Regions from separate parts of the Sus scrofa genome. Here region 1 is linked to region 2. A link is a contact called in public Hi-C data. All regions are on one chromosome and are shown on one strand. Each heading gives the region's core, a stretch centred on a gene start, on an enhancer-like site or on the middle of the called end of the contact. The rest is flanking DNA. Distances are from core to core; before and after follow the strand shown.

The links. A called contact is a pair of places that touch in the nucleus more often than the background predicts.
Region 1: a contact with region 2 is called in a Hi-C map of heart right ventricle, with 2.8 times the contacts expected there. The contact joins two enhancer-like sites. A contact is called at or near these places in 3 of 47 Hi-C or Micro-C datasets (epiblast stem cells, fibroblasts and heart right ventricle) and 1 of 2 datasets of contacts at active chromatin or transcription factors (skeletal muscle).

Annotation. Positions count from the first base shown.
Region 1 is chr16:50,933,762-50,937,529 of Sscrofa11.1, forward strand. No RefSeq gene overlaps it. Among named protein-coding and RNA genes, the nearest start is that of STC2, 54 kb to the right of the region's middle. Within about 2 kb of position 2,155, at least 3 of the 83 cell types and tissues checked have an H3K27ac peak or open chromatin away from gene starts, as enhancers often do.
Region 2 is chr16:50,807,416-50,810,947 of Sscrofa11.1, forward strand. No RefSeq gene overlaps it. Among named protein-coding and RNA genes, the nearest start is that of BOD1, 75 kb to the left of the region's middle. Within about 2 kb of position 1,671, at least 5 of the 83 cell types and tissues checked have an H3K27ac peak or open chromatin away from gene starts, as enhancers often do.

The DNA of each region.
Region 1 (3,768 bases), core at 905-3,404, 130 kb after region 2:
AATGTCCTGTGGCCAATACTGTTTAGGAAATGCCAGTTAGGCAAAACTAAACAGCTTATTCACTACAGGACTTATCAGGTCCTTTAGTATGCTAATTACGTCATGAATATCCAACAGACAATGTAATTTGCAATATAGTCCAGGCCTATTTGACCCTCCCTTTTTAAAATTTTTTTAGGATCTTAAGGCCTAGATCTCATAAAATATGTTCGGAAAATGCTGCTCAGAGCTGTTTCTCCATTGTCAGTGCACGGTAAGAACAGTACTTGGTGGAAATTTAACAATATAACTTGCCTACCTAACCCAAGAGGACAAGGGACTAATCTAAACCAAGAGCTTAAGCTAAACTATCAACTCTCGGGAGTTCCTGTTGTGGCTCTGTGGGTTAAGAATCCGACTAGTATCCATGAGGATGCAAGCTCAATCCCTGGCCTCGCTCAGCGCAGTCGTGTAGGCTATAGATGCCGCTCGGATCTGGCATTGCTGTGGCTGTGGTGTAGGCAGACAGCTTCGGCTCTGACCTAACCCCCAGCCTGGGGAACTTTCATGTGCCACAGGTGCAGCCTTTAAAAAACAAAACAAAACAAAAACCTAGCAATTCTCTTCATATTCCTCCTCTTCCTTGCCTTAAAGAACATATGCAAAGAACTCTGGCCAAATAAAAAAAATCATGGTTCTGACTCCCAAGCTGAAAAGATAGATGTCAATATCACCATTCCAGTCATTTCAACCTCACTTAATCCTGTGCCATCGCGTCTCCTCAACAGTGGCTTGGACAAATGTCTGAAATAGGATCTTGCACTATGGTCAAGTCATGGACCACAAGTAGAAATGCCTGTCCCTGCACCAGCCAATTGGAATATTTAAGCCAACATTCCATAGAATCATGCTGAGAAGGCCGATAGCCGTACTCATGCTCACGATGGACTCAAAAAAGTAGTCAGTGTGACAGGTCCAAAGTGTCACTTCGTTATTCACATCTCTGAGTTGAGAAACCTGTTATATTAGCCCATCCAGCATCTATGTCTCCCTTGGGGGGCAACAACACCCTTTTCTTTGCGGGGGGCTGTTGGTCTCCTCTCCCCTCCCACTTCCCATCGTATAGTCATGATGGATCTGTTAATCCTGGCACCCTGTGCTCCCCCACCCAAGGAGTGGGTACTGGACCCAAGAGAGGTCAATCGGACCCTCATTCACCCAGAAATTTCAAAGCTAGAAGAGACACAAGGTCAAAAAAGGTTAGCCTTTGATGGGCATGTCGGTAAAACCCCAGAGACAGCATTTCAGTCTTGCTACCCAAGCCCCCCGCATTGTCCTGGGTCCCCTCCTTTGCACAACGCAGGCTCTCAGCTTCTCTTTTGAGCCTATGAGTGGGCCCAACATCCTATTGATACATTCAGTTTCTGCTGCTTGCAGCTGGTGAACCTGGCCCCATACACTGAGCAAGGAAGTTCTGGTGTTGGCGCAGCAGGTTAAGGGTCCAGTGTTAAGGGTGGCACAGGCTGCAAATGTGGCTAAGGTTCGATTCCTAGCCTGGGAACTTTCACATGCCATGGGTGTGGCCTAAAAAAAAAAAAAAAAAAAAATACACCCAGCAAAACTACCTCAGCCAACTTACTTTTCCTTTAACTGGATTTAAAACCTGACAGAGACCTGAAAGCTTCCTTGGCTAACCTCCTCATTTTGCACAAGGATATGAAGGCCACGTAGCTTGTGTCCTTCTGTTCACCAGCAATGGTCACTTTTCCCCACCTGCCCTTGTGTGCTGAGCAGATTTCCAAACAATTTCCATTTCCCATGTCGATACAACCTAAACTGCTCTGGGTGGAAAGTCTGAAGTGTGACTCTCCTCCCTCCCCTCCTATGCCCAAACTGGCCCTCCACCACCACTTATCAAATGCCACATGAGAGTACACGCATCCTTCAGATATTCCAGGGAGAGTTTGCACACCCCTCAAAGCGTTCTTAGCCCACCACTCAGCACAGTCTTGTGGCTGTGCGTTCTGAGGCTCCTGCCTTCACTAAGGAGCTCCAAGAAAGGAGTGTGGCAGTGCCCACGCTCCGTCGTCTCTTGTCAGCAGCTCACCAGAGCTTGCCACGCCAAGCCAAGGACGTTCTATTCTGAGGGTGGCCCCAGAATGTTTCATTTCATCAGCACAGCACGAGTTTATTCTGGAGAGAGATGTTTTGGACACATTCATAGTAGCCTACGAGCAGTACTTCCTTATATGCAGAACACAAAATCATCACATAAAAATCTGACCCAACTGCCAGTGTGGGGTTTAAAATAAACACACTCACCCCCAAAAATTACCTCTCTGGGTTGGCCGAGTTTGCACCTCGGAGTCACAGGCTGCAACGGCGGTCCGGAGTCTGTAAAAGTCAGACTGCAGTGATCTTTGGTTCTTTGGGGAACAGCTGGGGATCAAAGCTCCCATTTTTCTCTGTTGAGCCGGAGGTCCTCGCTGGTCGCTGTGCAGACATTTCAAATCTGTGCCCTTTGGAAAAGCAATGACACAGGAGAGTTGGCTCAAGTTGTTCCCCGAAGCGCTGCCCAGGACTTTCCGAGCAAGAGCCGGAAGGAAACCCAGACTTGCCTACGTTCTCCAAGGGAGTCAGGAGGCACAGCAGCTCAGACTCAGCTGGTCAGCCCTGGGCCTTTTCTCATGCATTCCCTCTGCTCTGCAAAGCCCTGGGATGCATTCTCCAAACCCACCTCTCCCCCCACCCCAACCTGAACGAGGTGCCCACAGCCCTGCCCACCCTGCTGTGCTCCCCTCTGTGACAGAACTCCATCATGTGGCTCTTTCAGTGCCCATTTACAAGTTTCTCTCCCCGATAGAAAGACTGAGCTCCTTGAGAGCCTGGGGTTCATCTGCCTCCGTGTCCCCAGCGCCCAGCACAGCGCCACACCCACAGTAAGCACTGCATGGAGAGAACAGAGCTAAAGACACAGAAGCACCACAGACACAATGTTGACCACGGCTCCCGGCCCCAGAAGCAAGCAGCCCTGTCGATGGATCACCTAGCTCTGCCGGTGCCAGACCCCCCCAAGCCCAGGGAGAAAGTAGCCTGGCCTCGCTGTCTGCAGCCCTTCACACGGCCAGCATTCCCCAAGTGTTAAGGCGACTGGAACCTCCAAGAGGCTGTTGAGAGCAGCATTTGAGATCAAGGCATCTGGAACCAGACAGCTGGGTTCAAATTTTGCCTCCACTACTCAATAGTTCCAGCAACATGGGCAAGGTAGCCTTTGATGCCTTGACTTCCCAATCTGTGAAAGGGGGATAATTATAATACAACATCTCAGGATCATTGTAAAGATAGTGAGCTAATCTAGGTAAAACCCCTTGTGCCTTCATTATGTTATGAGTTATTTTTTATTGAGATATAATGTACATATGATTATATATGTTTAAGCTATATGACGTGCTGACTTCCCATATTTATATTACAATATGACTACCACCATAGTTTTAGCTAATATCTCTATCACATCACATAATTAACATTCCACCTTTGTGGTGAGAACATTTAAATTTAGTGTTACAGTAATTCTGAAGTACTGCATATAATACAGTATTGTTAACTACAGTCCCTAAACCCATACTTAACTGTAATCACTTACCTACCTATAATCACTCCACCTACAATGGTTTAGGTGGTACCCAGACATAGCCTTAAAGAACATTAAATCAAGGAATGAATTTGTTCTCCAATCTCTTTCAAGCTTTCTGATTATTTCAATGAAAAAAAAAATCACAGCTTAAC
Region 2 (3,532 bases), core at 421-2,920:
GGTCTGTGATTTCAAGGAGGAACTCTGAAATCCAGCTTCCTGGGTCAAAGGGCAGTTCTGCTCCTTGTTACTTTTGTGACCTTGGGCAAGTATGTTCTGCCTCTGAGTCTTCTGTCCCTCCTCTGTTAGTTTGGGAGAATACGGTAACTACTTTCCGGGGATATTGTAATGAAAAAAGGAGATGGTCAGTACGAAGAGCTTAGTGCAGGCCCTGTTATAGAGTAAGTGCCCATTAAATGCTAACTTACAGCATTAAAACTACTACATTTAGCATGGTTAAGCAATGAGATCGTACTGTACAGCACAGGGAACCATCTCCATCCTCTTGGGATAGAACATGATGGAAGATGATATGAGAAAAAGAATGGGTATATATGTAGGATTGGGTCACTATGCTGTATAGCAGAAATGGCCACAATACTATGAATCAACTACACTCTAATAAAAATAAAATAAAATTTAAAAACTGTTTATGTGTGAAGCAGTTTTCACAATAGGTTGGAGGAGGGAAGCCCAGACCCACAAATAGGTCATTTTGACATGACGTGTCACGGCCGGGATGGAGAGCCTTGTGGAATGGCATCCGCCCATCAAGGCTTCGGATGAGACTCTCCAGAGGAGAGGCCACCAACTGACTGTCAAGGATGGCACAAGCCCCCTCACATTTATGAGACACTGTTTGGGGTTATTCTGAGATTGCTTTTCACATAGATTTACTTTGTCTCTTGCAACTTGAGGTCTTGAAGTCTTTTTCAACTACAAAGTGTTCACCATATCTTAGCCCTCTGCTTGCTCACTGAATCCCACCCTGGGGTCTCAAGCGCATCAGTCATAGCTATGCTCACCTAAAGATCTGAGTTTTTCCTTAAGTATTTGGAAGACAAAGAAGGAAGATGAGCACGAGCCACTAAGGAACACCTTTTACGATGCCAAGCATCTCCCTCATATTATGGGTTTTAATACACACAGTAGTCCTTTGAGATTACCATGCTACGGTAATCCCATTTCACAGATGTAAAGACTAAGGGTCAGAGAGGAAATGTAGGTACCCAAGTCAACACAACACAAGATGACAGGCTGGAGTCTGTTCCCAGGTTGATCTTGGCCTTAAGCCTTCCCCAGCGCCCAAATCACTATTTTACATTGTTAGGAGATTTAAAAAGAGGAAGAACTGCAAGGTATATCACAGAAGGAAATGAGGTTGGACCCACAGTGGTCTCTGGAGTCATTTTCCTCTGAGTCTCCTGACTTCTTCCTGACTCCCAATGTCAATAATCAATCAACAGATCAATGAAGTCTCTTTCCATTAGCTGAGCAGGCATTCATTTGCTTTTCTAAGTCCCATTCAAGAAGCTGAAATCCCTTTCTTTCTTCCTGCTCAATTCATTTCTGGCCTGGATGGAGCGCCTTCGTGCTGGAAACCATACTGCATTTTTTGGCAGCGTTTCCACCTTGGCCTTCCCAAAGCCCTTCTCACCCACTACTAGCCAAACCAGGGACATGCACCCAAAGGGGCAGAACTGACCGGTCAGCCTCACCAGACCCAAGTCAATATAACTCACAGCCCAAGACTTAATTTAGAACCTCCCCCCGCCGCCACCATGTACCTTGGCGCTTATGTCTGTGGCTATCTTTCTGGCATGAGGATTTCTGCCAAGGTTATTTTCATGCTGACTGACACCTCTGTCTATTCTGGGAAAATATCTCTGGAGAGAAGCAGCTGGTGCCCAGGTCCCAAGACCTCTGGAATGTTCTATTGGACCATCTATGGTACACTGGTTTTCTGGGTGGGAATCCCTATTGTGAACTCTATAGAGACCTGGAGAGATTTTTTGCCCCCCCTCACACAAGTTAGAGGCAACTAAGGGCCCCCAGCCTTTGCTGATTCACATTTCTAATCGATCTACTGAAACAAACCATAAAAAGGAACGAAGTACTGATAAGCCAGACACCATGGTTGAACCTTAAAACACGATGCAAAGTGGGAGAAGCTGGGCACAAACTGTCACAGATGGTATGATTTCATTTACACGACATACCCAGAATAGGCAAATCCACAAAGACAGAAAGCAGGCTGGTGATTACAAAAGGGCTGGAGACAGCGGGGATGGGGAGGGGTGACTGCTTAAAGGGTATGGGGTTTTCTTTGGGAGTGATGAAAATGTTTTGAAATTAGATAGAGGTGGTGGCTTCTCAACATTGTGCAGGCACAATATGCCACTGAACCGAACTGTACACTTTAAAATGGTTCATTTTTTTTACACACATTTCATCTCCATTAAAAACAACAGCAACAAATCACTGCAGAAAGGACTTGACCTGGTTGACAGTGCTGCATACATGCATCAAGACACAAAATGAATGCAGTAAGAAATCGGAAGCAGAGGAAGTGGGGTAGGAAAGGAGAATGAATCCTGAGCATGCTTTTGACATGCAAACTACAAGTCTGGAGCTATCATTTGATTGTAAGAAGCAGTAACGATTTCAATGTGAGCTTCCCAGTGGGTGAAGCAAAAAGCAGGACATGAGTTCTTCCAAAATTTGAAGAGTCAGGTTATCAGAAAATGCTCTATTGAAGGTCAGAGGAATTTTCTTTTTCTTTCTTTTTTTTGTCTTTTTGCCATTTCTAGGGCCACACTCGTGGCATATGGAGGTTCCCAGGCTAGGAGTCGAATCGGAGCTACAGCTGCCGGCCTACAACAGAGCCACAGCAACGCGGATCTGAGCCATGTCTGCAACCTACACCACAGCTCATGGCAACGCCGGATCCTAAACCCACTGAGCAAGGCCAGGGATCGAACCTGCAACCTCATGGTTCCTAGTCAGATTCGTTAACCACTGAACCATGACGGGGACTCCCGGTCAGAGGAATTTTCTCCCGGGAGTCCCAAAGAAGTCATTTGTGGAGTAAAAGAGCTGGGTGCCCACTGGAGACAGGGTCTCCTGCTGAGCTCCTCTGTCTGGCCACTCACACACCAAAGCTCAAATACCAGTCTTTTCCTAAAAGAAGCAGGCTCAGCAAACCTCCTAGCCCATCCCTCCCAGATCCATAAAGGAAACAATCCCATTCAGAAAAGTGTGAGACCCACAGACCACCCCCCCCCAATAAACCAGACAGTATATCATTCACCAGTCATTTCACCCAATATTTGATGGGCATCTGTAGCCCGCCCTGCTTAGGCTCCAGGGGTACAATAGTCAGCAAAGCGTGACTTCTAGAATGGGAGAGAGAGATTATTTTTTTTTAAATCGCATAAACATGTAATTGCTAACAGTGCTTAGTATGAAGAAAAAAGCAGAGGAAATGGTGTGCCCGGATAACAGTGGAGGAACAAGTAGTGGCTGTGTTTGGAGGAAGGCTTCTCTTAAGGGAGTGCCATCTGAGATGAGACCAGAAGGAAAAATTAGACTGGAAGAGAGAAGGAAAGGCTTCCAGAGAGAGGAAAGAGCATGAGCAAAGGCCCTGAGGTGGGAGGGAGGAGCCCCAGGATGCCATGAAGTGACAGAAGGTCAGTGTCACTAAAGCAGAGAG